Regions from separate parts of the Anser cygnoides genome. Here region 1 is linked to region 2. The links are chromatin contacts, called in public Hi-C maps. All regions are on one chromosome and are shown on one strand. The core of a region is the stretch at or near the end of the contact, and the rest is flanking DNA. Distances in the headings are between cores, read along the strand shown. Region 1 has its middle 34 kb from the start of IL1R2. Region 2 holds the start of IL1R2 (interleukin 1 receptor type 2).

The links. Hi-C and Micro-C count contacts between places; a contact is called where the count stands out from the background.
Region 1: a Hi-C map of liver shows a contact between it and region 2, with 2.7 times the contacts expected there. The contact joins the enhancer-like site here to the promoter of IL1R2 in region 2. A contact is called at or near these places in 2 of 7 Hi-C or Micro-C datasets (both in liver).

Annotation. Positions count from the first base shown.
Region 1 is chr1:143,464,103-143,470,740 of Taihu_goose_T2T_genome, reverse strand. No RefSeq gene overlaps it. Among named protein-coding and RNA genes, the nearest start is that of IL1R2, 34 kb to the right of the region's middle. Within about 2 kb of position 4,825, at least 2 of the 3 cell types and tissues checked have open chromatin away from gene starts, as enhancers often do. A contact at or near this core is called in liver, where this site is marked.
Region 2 is chr1:143,431,315-143,438,081 of Taihu_goose_T2T_genome, reverse strand. IL1R2 (interleukin 1 receptor type 2) reads right to left here and starts at 5,145. Exons shown (of 9, transcript XM_048049067.2): 1 at 5,057-5,145; 2 at 3,163-3,293; 3 at 2,790-3,048; 4 at 263-437. The coding sequence starts at 5,121.

The DNA of each region.
Region 1 (6,638 bases), core at 3,576-6,075, 33 kb before region 2:
GAAAGAAAGAAAGAAAGAAAGAAAGAAAGAAAAAGAAAGAAAGAAAGAAAGAAAGAAAGAAAGAAAGAAAGAAAGAAAGAAAGAAAGAAAGAAAGGAAGAAAGAAAGAAAGAAAAAGAAAAAGAAAGATAAAGAGAGAGAAAGCGAGAGAGAAAGAGAGAGAGAGAGAAAGAAAGAAAGAGAAAGAGAAAGAAAGAAAGAAAGAAAGAAAGAAAGAAAGAAAGAAAGAAAGAAAGAAAGAAAGAAAGAAAGAAAGAAAGAAAGAAAGAAAGAAAGAAAGAAAGAAAGAAAGAAAGAAAGAAAGAAAGAAAGAAAGAAAGAAAGAAAGAAAGAAAGAAAGAAAGAAAGAAAGAAAGAAAAAGAAAAAGCCCTAGGTGTTCTGCCATGCCCATGTATTCCCTAGAACATATACATGGGGTTTGCTCACAGAAGCCCCCAGAGAAGAAGATGACAGAGAATTGTTACTGTGCTATGTTCATTCTTTTTCCTTTTGGAAGCTAACCTTTGAGCACATTTTTCTCCTAACAGAAAAACTTATGATTTTAGTCTCTCTCTCCCCCAGACTTTGTTTAGGGCCCAGATTTGGAGTTTCCTGTTAGACAGCGTGTGCTTGAAGTTCTCTGAGTATTCGTCCTTGGAACTCTTCCACCCTCTTTCACAATCCTGGGTCTGCAGCATATTAGCTGCTTGTGAAAATACATTCACAGCGCACATGGAGGGAGCGCTCAGTGCTTCAGAGTCCATAAGAGATCTCTTTCCCTCTGCCTCCACTTTCAGAAGGATATATGCACTTATACTTGCAAACGTGTCATAGTATCCCCCTCAGCTTCTACTAACACCACGTGCCCTCAAACCCATGCCTGCTGAATGTCCCTGTGGTCACACCATTTCTGTTCCTTGCCAGCTTGACAGTACGAGCCTGGACGCCTTGCTGGCTCTGGGGCTGAAACTTGTCCCTTTCTGTAGCTTTTGTCTTTTACCCATTCTCAGCAGTTTCAGCACAGAAAGACTACTTCCTGCACTCCAACAGTTCTGTGCCCTACTTTGTGTCTCTCCTTCAGAAAAGAGGACTGGTGCAGAGAAGAAGAGTTTTGGAAGAGAGAAAATTTAGCAAACACTAGTCATGCTTTCAACTGCATGGTCATATTTCACACAGCATGTAGAAACTGTAGCACTAGCTGGAAGGCGTAAAACATGAGGAAAAGCTCGTGGAACTCAGACTGTTAAGAAACAACCACAAAATCCATGCAGGTACCTAGGTGGATACAACGTGTGGCTGGAAACACCAACCATCAGCTTTAGAAATGTTTGAAGTCTACAAGCCACTGTACGATTTTCTTAGACAAATAGACAGACACCGAATCTTTTCACTCATATAATAATCAGAGAACTTCAAGCAGACACCGTGTAACAGGAAAATCCCAAACTGAGCTTTACTCAGTGTACTTTTTCCTATGCAAATCTTTTTGTGGTCAGGAAATTAAAATAAATAAATAAATAAATAAATAAAATTGCAAAGTATGAACAAACAGAAGTGCATCAAAGATATCTATCATCAATTTCTCCTTCAGTTAGAGGCAGCTTCCAGGGTACTGAACTTTTGTTAATCAAGTAGGTGGGAAAAAAAAAAAAAAAAAAGAAAAAAAAAAAAATAAGGAAAACTACAAGTGAGATAATACAGGACATTTCTGAAGTTTTAAGAGATAAAGTGATCATGAGTACCCCAAAGCTGGAATAGAAAACTGAACTGCAAACCTGCAAACCCTATGAGGTGGCTAAGACACTACTCGTCAGCCTGTATTTCATATTACTTTGAGGATGCAGCATTTCTTTCTACACTGAAGTCTTATAAGGAATAATTGTGTAAGGTAAAGATATTACAGTAACGGAACCACATAAGCCACAGGAAAAACAATAAAAAGGTTCTTGAAACAGAAACTCTTTTGTGCAACATGGCAACTGGGAGCTCTAAGCATTTAAAGTTTCCTGAGAAATGCAGACTGACTTCTGTGGGGAAGATCACAATTTGTGAAATGATTTTAAACCTGGCTTGCAACCACTTTTGTGTCCTGCCTCCCATAATCATTTTGCATTGCTTCTGTGAAAAGAGACCTGTAACTTAACTTGCCTTTTGTCCTGAGGTTGTCCCTGATGTTGCTGGACCCAGAAGCTGAGTGGGTCCTCAATAACCAGCTGCAGACCCCAGCCATGCTTTGAACCCATGCCAGGGAGACACCTCAGAACACAGCAGGATCCCTATATATTTTTTTCTGTGGAAAATAAACCTCACTTTGAGGGCTAAAATGATATTCTTCCTCTATTCAGATTCTCAGTATGAGTGCCTAGAAATCCAGAACTGGAAGGAGTGACACAGCCCATGCCTCCTTTGAGCCTGGAGAGAACCTTAAAATGTTAGTTAATTAAGAGTTCAAGTGTTTGTCCAAATTGTGGTTATTATGCTACATGAATTAGTTCACACTTTCACGCTTATGGTGGAGTAACTGGATGGAAACTGAGAATCAAAACATAAAGTTTTAATTGCTTGTGAAATTGAATTCATATCAGCAGTATCATCGGGTTGTTCTGTGCATCTTAATGCCACAGCTTCAATGTCATGCTATAATGACAATTTAAACGTATTAATGTGTCTATAGTTAAAAGAAAACAGAGAGTAAATCTGAGCTGACAGTACGGGCTATGTGAGCTCAAGCAGACCTAGAGCTCTGGGCTATCCATTTCACGACTTGGGGTTTAACATGGCACAGTTAATGTTAAATCTTTTCCTGTAAGATGTTTTCTGTAACACCCATGAGTCCGTTTGTCCAATGTCTCTGAAAGACCATGGGTCTCTTGCATTTTCTGTTCACTAAGGTGCTTGTTTTAATTTAATAAAGACATGTTGACTCATGTCTTGTTTAGTTTTCACTGTACAGATAGAGAAAAGACAACAACAAAAACACCATTAATATCTCCCATGTGTTTGTTCAGAGCAATAATCTTAATAAAAAAGCTGGTCTGCAGCTGTCATTATGTGGAAGTACAAGAAAAAGTGCTGGATTCTGCACCTGGGAAGGGGCAACCCTGGCTGAACTTAGACTGGCAGATGAGATGCTGGAGATCAGCTCTGCAGAGAGGAATCTGGAGATTTTGGTCGACAGCAAGCTGAACATGAGCCAGCAGTGTGCCCTGGTGGCCAGGAGGGCCAGCCGTACCCTGGGGTGCATCAAGCACGGCATCGCTAGTCGGTCGAGGGAAGTGATTGTCCTGCTCTGCTCTGTGCTGGTGCGGCCTCACCTCGAGTACTGTGTGCAGTTTCAGGTGCCACAGTATAAGAAAGATGTAAAACTGTTACAGAGTGTCCAAAGAAGGACTACGAAGATGAAGGATCTGGAGAGCAAGACATATGAAAAGGGGCTGAGGTCCCTTGTTTTGTTCAGCCCAGAGCAGAGCAGGCCGAGGGGAGGCCTCATGGCGGCCTGCAGCTCCCTCACGAGGGGAGCGGAGGGGCAGGCGCTGAGCTCTGCTCTCTGGGGACAGCGACAGGACCCGAGGGAACGGCATGGAGCTGGGACAGGGGAGGGTCAGGCTGGGGGTTAGGGAAAGGTTCTGCACCCAGAGGGTGGTCGGGCACTGGGACAGGCTCCCCGGGGCAGTGGTCATGGCACCGAGCCTGATGGAATTCAAGAAGCATTTGTACAATGCTCTCAGACACATGGTCTGATTTTTTAGGTGGCCCTTTAGGGACCCAGGAGTAGGACTCGATGGTCCTTGTGGGTCCCTTCCTACTCGGGATATTCTGTGATTCTATGAAGTGACAGCTAAGTTTACCCCAGCAGGCATCTGGGGTATATATGCTATCATTCCAGCTGTCCATGTATGCATCAGGTATTCACACCTCAGTATGATAGGTATGATACAGACTATCTTCAATATGCCTTTTCCTATACAAAAGTCATGCACATTCGTTTGAGCCAATTAGATGTATATTCCCATTATAATGCCTGCAGTGATGAGAAATCCCTGCAGAATATAATTTCATTTGTATATCTATGCTTACTGTTTGCAGATCTGATCCCAACTCTATAACCAGAGGAGAACTCTGCTACTTTACAAGGACTTTGATTTAGGTCCTAACCAGAAGTCAGAAAACATAATAAAAACATAATAAAAACTCTTTTCAGCTTAGAAACACTCACAAAAATGCCAAATGCATTACCTTAGGCTAAGATCTACTCGTCACAAACAGAACAGGATCTGTATCTTCACTTCATTTTTTCTTTCTTGGGTGACAGGTCTAACTTCCAGTGAAGCACGGAAGCATGCAGAGCTGTGGCTGGTCCTTTAAAATATGCTCATGACTGAGTACATTACTGAAGCCCTTTTATTTGTTAAAGATTAAAATGTCCTGTGTACAAACTTGTGCAGTGCCAATACTGTAGCTCACAGGCAGCACACTGTCTCGCTTTTATGACTCCTAAGAATTATTGCTGTGTTTGGGAAAGAGCCAAAGTAGAAGAGAAAGCCCTGTTCAGATGATAACCCCTTCATTATGCTGCATCATTTACTGACTTGTATCCTTTAGGAAGTCCAAACAGGAAACCAAGCCAGCCGTGTTTGTATGAAGCAGCAGAACATAAGGCTTTGTTATGTTATGATAACCAGGAAGTAACACATTAGGTTGTTTTAACTTCACTCTCTTACTTGTCCACTGAATAAGTGAACGACAGTTTGGTTTAGGCACAGACTCATGGCTTTAATATTTAAAGTAGATCTGAAACCTTTTCATACCTTCTCTCCAGTGTGCTACCTTCCCACTTTCCTTTATGTTGATGTACACAGATAAGACATTATTTGACATCATGCTGATTTTATTTATATCTCTTTTCAGTGAAGCTAATCCTCATTTTTCAAGCAGTTGCTGATTAAAGTCAGATGATTTGTTCTGCACGATAGCTTATGGGTTAACAAAACTGAAACTGTCACTTGCTAGAGCCCTGTGGCAGACAAAGAGAGATCTAAGGCCAAATAAAGGGGCCATCCAGCTCCGGTGACAATCTCACGTTCATGACTTTTGCTGCAAATACTTGTAAAAACATTATCTGAATAAGGCAAATACAGTTTGTTTATATTTGTCATACTCTTCTATTTTCCAGTAATAGTGTTTCAGGCATCCCGTCTGCAAAAGGTCATGCCGAGATTGCCATATTCATTAGTGACTAATTAACTCTATCACTTTGTCTAGTCCCTTTCTGAACTTCTTATCTTTTGTTGCCTCCGCAACATTCAGTGAATATTACCTGCAGTTTAATCATTAAACAGTAAAGGCACACTCTTATTAAAAAGTGATTAAAACCCTCTACTACTCTTTCTTAATCTGCCCCTCAATAATTTAACTAGGCACCCTTCACTCTGCTTATGTGAGAAAGAGTGAACACATCTTTTCCTGCTCACTTTCTCCATTACTATTAGTGACTCAGAGGAACCTCATGGCATTTCCAAGCTGCAGAGCCTTGTAGCAAAGCCAGCCCATACCACCATCCTGTGCGGCACCCTTCTCTGCGCTGGATTTCATTGGTGATGAAAGGACACAAAAGATATGCTCTTTCCAAGATGTTGGTGTACCTGCCTTGGTATAACCACCTAAAGTTACTCATTGAGAGATTTGAATTTAAATCTCTCTTTTATCAGTAAGAAGATTTAGTAAGATCCTTCCATGGCTCTCCCAACATGTTTCAATGAATTTGACTAGCCTAACAATTCTGTAGCTGGCACAAAGTCTGTCACCTCGCTACTATTCACATCACCTTTTTGTGAGCAGCATGCTGGAAGTCCTAGATCCCAGCAGAGACATCAGTAGGATCCCCCTGAGCACTCTCCTGGCAGGTGAGCAACACCAGCTGCATAAATCAGTGTAAGTCAGCTGATGGAATATGCTATCATTTTTACTTAACAGCACTCAAAGGAAATTGTGGACTAAAGTACTCCTGTCAGCAGTAGGAGTGAAGGAGGATGCCGCACCCTTGCAGGTTCCCCTGTAGGAGTCTGGCCCTGAGGGGGCTAGGGTTTAACCTAGAGAAGAGAAGGCTCTGGGAAGGCCTTATAGCAACCTCCCAGTACTTAAAGGGGTCCTACAAGAAGGATGGGGAGAGGCTCTTTGTCAGGGAGTGTAGTGATAGGGCATGGGGTAATAAAGTCAAACTAAAAGAAGGTAGGTTTGGATTATGTATTAGGAAGAAACTCTTCACTCAGAGGGTGGTGAGGCACTGGCACAGGTTGCCCAGAGAAGCTGTGGATGCCCCATCCCTGGAGGTGTCAAGGCCAGGCTGGATGGGGCTTTGGGCAACCTGGTCTGGTGGGAGGTGTCCCTGCCCATGGCAGGGGGTTGGAACTGGGTGGTCTTTAAGGTCCCTTCCAACCCAAAGCACTCTGTGATTCTCTGATTCCATTCCAGAATAATGAAAGCAGTTTGAAGCTAGAAATGATCAGACTTTGAAACTTGTCCCGGATTCAGCTGGAGATCAGCTTTGTTGTACTTCAGATCATGAAGGAAATTCTTGCTAGACAGGCAAGAGAAAGGAGTGACATGCAATATCAGAAGCATCATGGAAATTGCATTCCCATGGCGCCTCGGAGCTCAGT
Region 2 (6,767 bases), core at 3,896-6,395:
ATATTTAACATTACAGGCAAAACCAGGGTTTCCTACTTGAAAAGTCATGGACTAGCAAGATAGGCAAGAGACCACTGTAAACTTTGATTCAATCTCTTCCCAGCACCTCTAAATATTGTAGTCTGCGTTATATTATGCTGTGACATTAAAATGCTCGTGACTTTAACAACATGGAGTTTAGGAGAAACAGAAAGTGAGATAAGTGATTGTTTACAAAAGGGATGAGATTAGGCTTTGCATAAAGAGAAATGTAAAGTTCTACCTTGTACCACTTGAGCTCCAGACTGGTTATATTCGATGTAAACTCCCACAGGTCAGGGCAAACGATCTTTCCAGAGGTAAAAGTGAAGAGGACTTGCATATAAGCGATGTCCCGAGCAGCTGTCTTCTCCACAACGGTGAGGTGGATGGACACCTCAGCACAGTAGGAGTTGTTCCTGCGGGCAGAGCGTGGAGACGTGAGCACCCGCAGGTGATGGGGGAGCCCAAGTGACACCCTTCAAATCCATGGCAAGTGAACTTGAAAGCTGGCAGCCACAAGCTCAAGCTGGTTTGAAGCCAGAAAGAGCAGGCATTGAAACTCTCTGCAGTAATTGAGTGTGTGTGAGCCGGATCGGGGTGTTCCTCTCTACGCCTGTCTTTCCAGACCTGAGGAGACCACCCAGCCTCGTCTGAGAGGTGCCCTCACTTCCACGGCCATCCATCCTTTGATATGCAGCCTCTGGTCTGTGCCGTTTGACTCCTCCCAGCTTTGTTTCCCTCCTTAGCCCTTTCTAGGAGGCCGAGACTGAGATCCTACCAGGAGGGATCCTGGGGAATCACTGGCAGTGGTTTTGGGCACGATCTAAACATGTTGCTGACACATGTCTGCCTCAGAGTTTCAAGCTTTCTTTTCTTCTTACTAGTACACCAAGTTTGCTGCACACCCTCAGGCTAAAGCCATGGCTTTGATTTTGCACGGAGGGGCAACGCGCCCATCTGAATAGTGGCAAGCGTGTCACGAACCCTCCACCCATTTCCTTGGAAGAGGTCTTGACTGTGAAAACCCTAATGATTGCAAAGTAAGGAAGAAATAAGAAGTTTAAAGCATGTATGAAAATACATCTGCAGTTACTATTGTACAGCTGGTAGGCATTTCTGTGAGTACATATTATTTTACACAGAAAAGAAGGCTTGAAAGTTTTACAGTATCTAGCTTTTCTTCCCAGCCCCAAGTAGCAATCACTTCCAGTCACAAGGACCAAAATGCACAAATCACTTGGGGGAGGCTGATGCCTGAGCTGTGTCCTCTCCAGTTTGTGAAAGCCTACTTCTGCCTTCCCCCAGGGCAAAGCTCAGACCCTGAAGGGGCCAGCAAAACCAGGCGTGCATCTGTGGGCTGATGGGCTCACTGCCCCTATGGCACTGGGACCGGTGGGATGCCCAAATCCCAAATTCTTTCTCAGCAGACTAAGAGTTCTGTGATACTTCGCTTCCACCCTCATTTCACAGACTGCTGCAGACATGTTCTAGTATCCTTATGGGATGATATGAGAAGGAAATACAATTTGTTTGTACTCCATTAATCCTGTAATAATGTTAACAATGAAGCTATGCACTCAACCCCTGCATATCTTTTTCAAACAGGTTTCACAGCATTTTCTTATAGCTGGCAATAACACTGCCACATTTTGAGGCGTTGAGGAACTGAGGCAGAAGTGTCCAAAAAAAAGGGATAAAAAGCAGAATTTCCATGTCTCAGGCTCTGCTCTAGGACTTCTATATTTACAACCTTTTCTAATGCTGGCTGCACTACTGAAGTCTTCTCTCCTGCCCCACCATTGCGTTCCCTGCTAACACATAAAAAGGCCACCCTAATAATTTGAGCATAATTTATTAATTTGTTTTCTGCCTGCTTTTCTGCAAGGAAACTGAGCTCTGCAGAGGCAGCCCCAGCTGCTGGAATGTGCAGACAGGTATGGACCTCAGGGGCCCCAGAGCGAGGTGCCAGCTGCCAGGCAGTGCTGGGAGGTGGGCTGGAGGAAGGGCAAGGACCCTGGCGCCTTCTGGATTTCAGGCCCAAATGGCACTGGTGGCTTTTGCCTTCCTCAGTCCACCACAAGTCCAGATCCTTGTTCCTCTTTTCTTACAGCAGGCTGTAAGACCATAAACTCTCAGAAAAGAAATGACCAGTAAGATTGAAAATAGCCTTTGCTGCAAGCCTCTGTATTATCACAGGTCTGGTACCAGCCCAGTAAATGCACATTGGGTCTCAAGTGACATCTTCCAGCAAAGCCAAAGCAATCAAATTCTGCTTTACAATGTGCAAAAGAAGAAAAGTAAAGATCAGGGAAAAGGAACGGGGAAGAAGGAAGCCACCTCAGAGCCACTCTCTTTTGGTATACACTTTGTAATGCAATCCAAACCACAAACAATACTGTTTGCTTCTCTAAAGCTGTGGTGTACGGGTTGCATTATGCAGTGTCCTCTGTCTGCAACACACCCCTGCTTGCTGCATCCCTGATTGACTTGAAAATAAGCTAGAGCAAACTCTCATGTACACTATTTCCTTGTGAGATCGTAGAGTAACAATACCATGCCATGATGCATCAAGATTTCAGTATATATAGAGAGAGGAGACACAACATATTTAAAAGTTCTAACTTCCCACATATTTTTGCTAATAAATTTGGTGAGGAAATGATCTTATCCAAACCCACTCTGAAGATATATGGTGTTTAGAATCAAGCTAATATATTTTAGACACAGTCACCTTTTTCAGTACACTGAATTTTCCTTTAAGTACCTACCTTCTTGTGCAGACATACACTCCTGAGTCTTCTTGCCTTGCTGGTAAAAACCAGAGTGCATCTCCTTTTGCCCAGATTCTTGGATCTTCATCTCTTCCTGATATCATGGTTTTTGAATCATTTTTGTACCATGTGATATTATGGGTCAAGGAAGAAAAATCCAGATGTTTGTATCTGGGGGAAGGGCATTTCAGAACCACAGGTTCTCCATGAAGTTCATAGTAGTGTTGGAAAGAGATGATGTGATCTGGGCAGTTTTCTGTATAAATCAGAGACATTTTATCATTACTGCTGGCCAGGCACATTAAAAAAGAGGGGAGAGGGACACAGGAAATTAAAAAAAAATAATAATAAAAAAGGAGCATGCCTGTACCTGTGCTTTTCCCTTGCTGGAGCCTGAAAGCAGAGGCACCCACTGTGCATGTAACCAGGACAAAGAAGAGCCCGTGCATTTTTTCCCAGAGGAAACGGGAAGGAGAAGGCCGAGGGAAAGTGTCTTGAAATCTGAAGGCAAGTTTATTAGGAGACAAAAGATACAATTAAAATACTCAACATTAACACTAGCAGAGTTAACTGCCCTTTTCCAAACACCAGGCCTGGTGATCTTTGGTTCTCCTTAGTGAACAGAGGGGCTTCTTCACCCCCAAATTATGGCTTGGCATCTGGCTTGGCACAAACACTTCTCTTCTGTCATTTTCCTTTCACTCTGGGAGATGCAAACAACACACCACAAGATGCTGCTGTCCCCATGCTTTTGTTTTGCTTTGTTTTGTTTGGTGCAATAGCTAAAGGTAGAGAAATACAGCTCTGTGTATTTGGCAATAAGACGTGACAGAGGCATGGGCCAGCCACTTCAAGTTGGCTGTAGTGTAGCTCGTTTGGGTAAGCCCAGGAGAAAAGGTGCAGCAGAGATTTAACTCTCTAAGCAGTCCCTTCAGGTTTCTGTCAAGGTTGCATGCCCTCATTAAATCCTGTGTGACTCCATCTTCCCTACTATGGCTACCAAAGTAGGCCAGACAGCTCAAAAACTTGCTATAACCAGAGCCAAGCTCTCAGTGTCCCCAACAAATTTTTCTCTTGGAACAACTTTGACTCCAATGGCATGAACAGCCACCTTGCTATTGATACCCAAGTGAGTACAAAGTGCAGACACCATAACCGTCTCTGAAAACAGAACTATCTGCTGCTGGTCATTCATTAACTGTCATCTGAATTGACCTGGATGGGCAAGTTGGCATCTGTGTACACCACTGGTCACTACCTGGTCTGCCACAAGATATCAATTGCTGTTACTCAGTTGGCTGATCACATATTATCTCCCTGTACAACATTCAGAAATGTATTAAATCTGCTATAGATAGGCATCAGTTTATGCTGTACATAAGTATTTGTGTACATACATAAATACAGTACACAATAAATACACACACAATGCACACTTTTTCCATATTATGTACAGAAATGCAAATTGCATACATTTAACATTAGCCTAACGCTATGACTGTCCCATAAGATGGATATTAAATGACCAGACAACTGCTTCAAGTTTTATCCCAGACCAAAAACGTATTTCAACCAGTATAATGCATTCGTGTTCATAGGTACTTACCTGCAAGCACCTTCTGTGTATCCCATCATGCGCATATTTATGTGTTTTAAATCCAAACTTCTCCATGTTCTAATGGCTAAATTTACCTGACATCTGGTAGTCTGACTGTAATAACTTATCTCCGGCTTATTGTCATCTTTACAGCACTACAAAGCCAACCTCTTGCTCAACAAATACAATTTCATAACAACAGGTTGGCTCCCATACCGTGATGCATGCAAGTGTTTCCAGCGCATTGGCATGGAGCAGTATCCCCTTCCATGGCTATGCCTGGATCAGGAGCTAGTGTCTTTGCTGCATTAACAGTGCCAATGGTTCACATGTAATACCCTGTAAAAGGATCTCTTCAGATCTTTGCCTGACAAAAATACTTGTTTTTTTTCCAGAGGTTTCCAGTCCCTTCAGTGCAGTATCTAGCATTTTCTGTAAGCCCCTGCACACACTGAGGTTTTAGGGATAGCTTTCGTTCCCAGTTGTCCATAAGCTTCACTTACCTGTGGTTCTGCATCCTTTCAGCCATTAGTTTCTCGTGAAAAGATGTAACATTGAAAATCGCTGGTGAGATACTTATATAGAGCTTAGCCCGACACACAGCGGAAATTTATCGCTCGTTGCCCAATCAAATTTGTGTCAAAACCAAATGACATTTTAGACCCACCTTTCTTTCCTTCCGTAGAGTGAGGATGAGAGAAATAGAGACAGGGAGAGAGCAAAAATATGCATTAGGGTTTCCCAAAAAAGGGGAAATGACTGCTAAATATATGACTAAATTTCCCTTTTTCTGACGAATGGCAGTTTACATGCACTCGTGTCTTCACATGACTATTTTACGCTCTACCTAAACCCAAACTTTCTCATGGGTGACAGACGGTGTCCTGCAGCATGGTCAGCAGCTAGACAATTGCATTCTTCACATAATGTGTTTGATGAGTTTTTGTATGGAAAACATGGCAGGTTTTTCCTCTTTTGTGATTCCTCATATAGCTTGTGAACCACGAATGGGTTTATTCCTCTCTTCTTCCATGACAACCATCTCAGTTTCTTGCTTTGCATGAAGACCGTCTTTATGGTGAGGTGTAAGGAATTAACTGATGCAAGCATGCTACGGTCTCCAGGCTCACAAGCAGAAGGGTGAAAAAATGGGTTTTGAACAGTGGTAATGTTGACCTCTGCCTGTCTGGAAGAGGGCAGTCACGTGAAGGACTTCGGTCTGGAGCGGGACCACAAGTCAGTTTTTCCCGTGCCTTGCCCTGACATGTGATGTCTCCTGTGGGCAATCCAGGACTTCTTCCAGCCTCGTTGTCCCTCAGGGACCAGCTGTCATGCACCACGTCACTTCTAGCCCAGGAAGGCACTGTGTGGTGTCCTGCTGACCTCCCAGGGCTGGTGTTGGCACGCAGATCCCTGCTCACAGACCTCACAAAAATGCCCCCTCCCCAAGACTTCACAGACCTCAGCTGAGCAACCCTGGTCTGGAGCACCAGGATCCCAGCTTGAGGTTAAGGCTTCGTGGTCCTGCCACTAACCAAGTAGTGACTCAGAAATAAAAGCAATGCAACCGTTGATTGCAGTAGGGATATACGAATCCTTCATGTACCATTTATTAATTTATCCCTAACATAATTTGTGAACTCTTTATTTAACTACTATCATCCTCAGTTATACCGGAGATCTTCGAATATTTTTTAAGAGAGGAAAAATTGCCAGTTTTTGAGACCATGTTGCCATTTTCTACAGGGAGAAGAAACATATAGCTGATGACATCTACTGACATACTGTAGTCTTTGGGGATGTGTCATATGTCAGACAGAAGAACCGTCAGATAAGGTGATCGATGTTATCTGAGGTCTAAGCTCAGGCTACTCTGTGACAGTCTTTTCACGTATGCAAGGGAGGTGGGTATCTCTAATGGCAACCCTGGCCACAGGTGCCAAACAAGTTCCCAGCACATAAACCCAGACATTTACCAGGCTCAAAAAGAGCAAAACTGCAGGAAATGAGGTTCAGTGTCTTTGAGACGATCACACCTACCAACTGCTGCAAACACGTTCATTGCATTCATTGAATGAAGCCATCTGATCGCAAGCTGTTCAGAGAGCAGCAGAATGAGCATCGCTAGCTTTTCTGGAGATATGTGTCCTTAGCACACACACAAACCTCTCCACTGCAGCCCTTTCAGCTCTCCCCTCATGGTCTTCCCTCATGGCCAACCAATTTTCCTCACACTTCTACAAATTCAGAAGCTCTGAAAACATAAAGTGGGCTACGAGATTCAGTGATCTTATACTGGAATAATATGTGCTGTCCTGCTTTTGAAAACTAGACTAAAACCAAATATCTACAGAGTAACAGTGCAGTTGACAGATAAT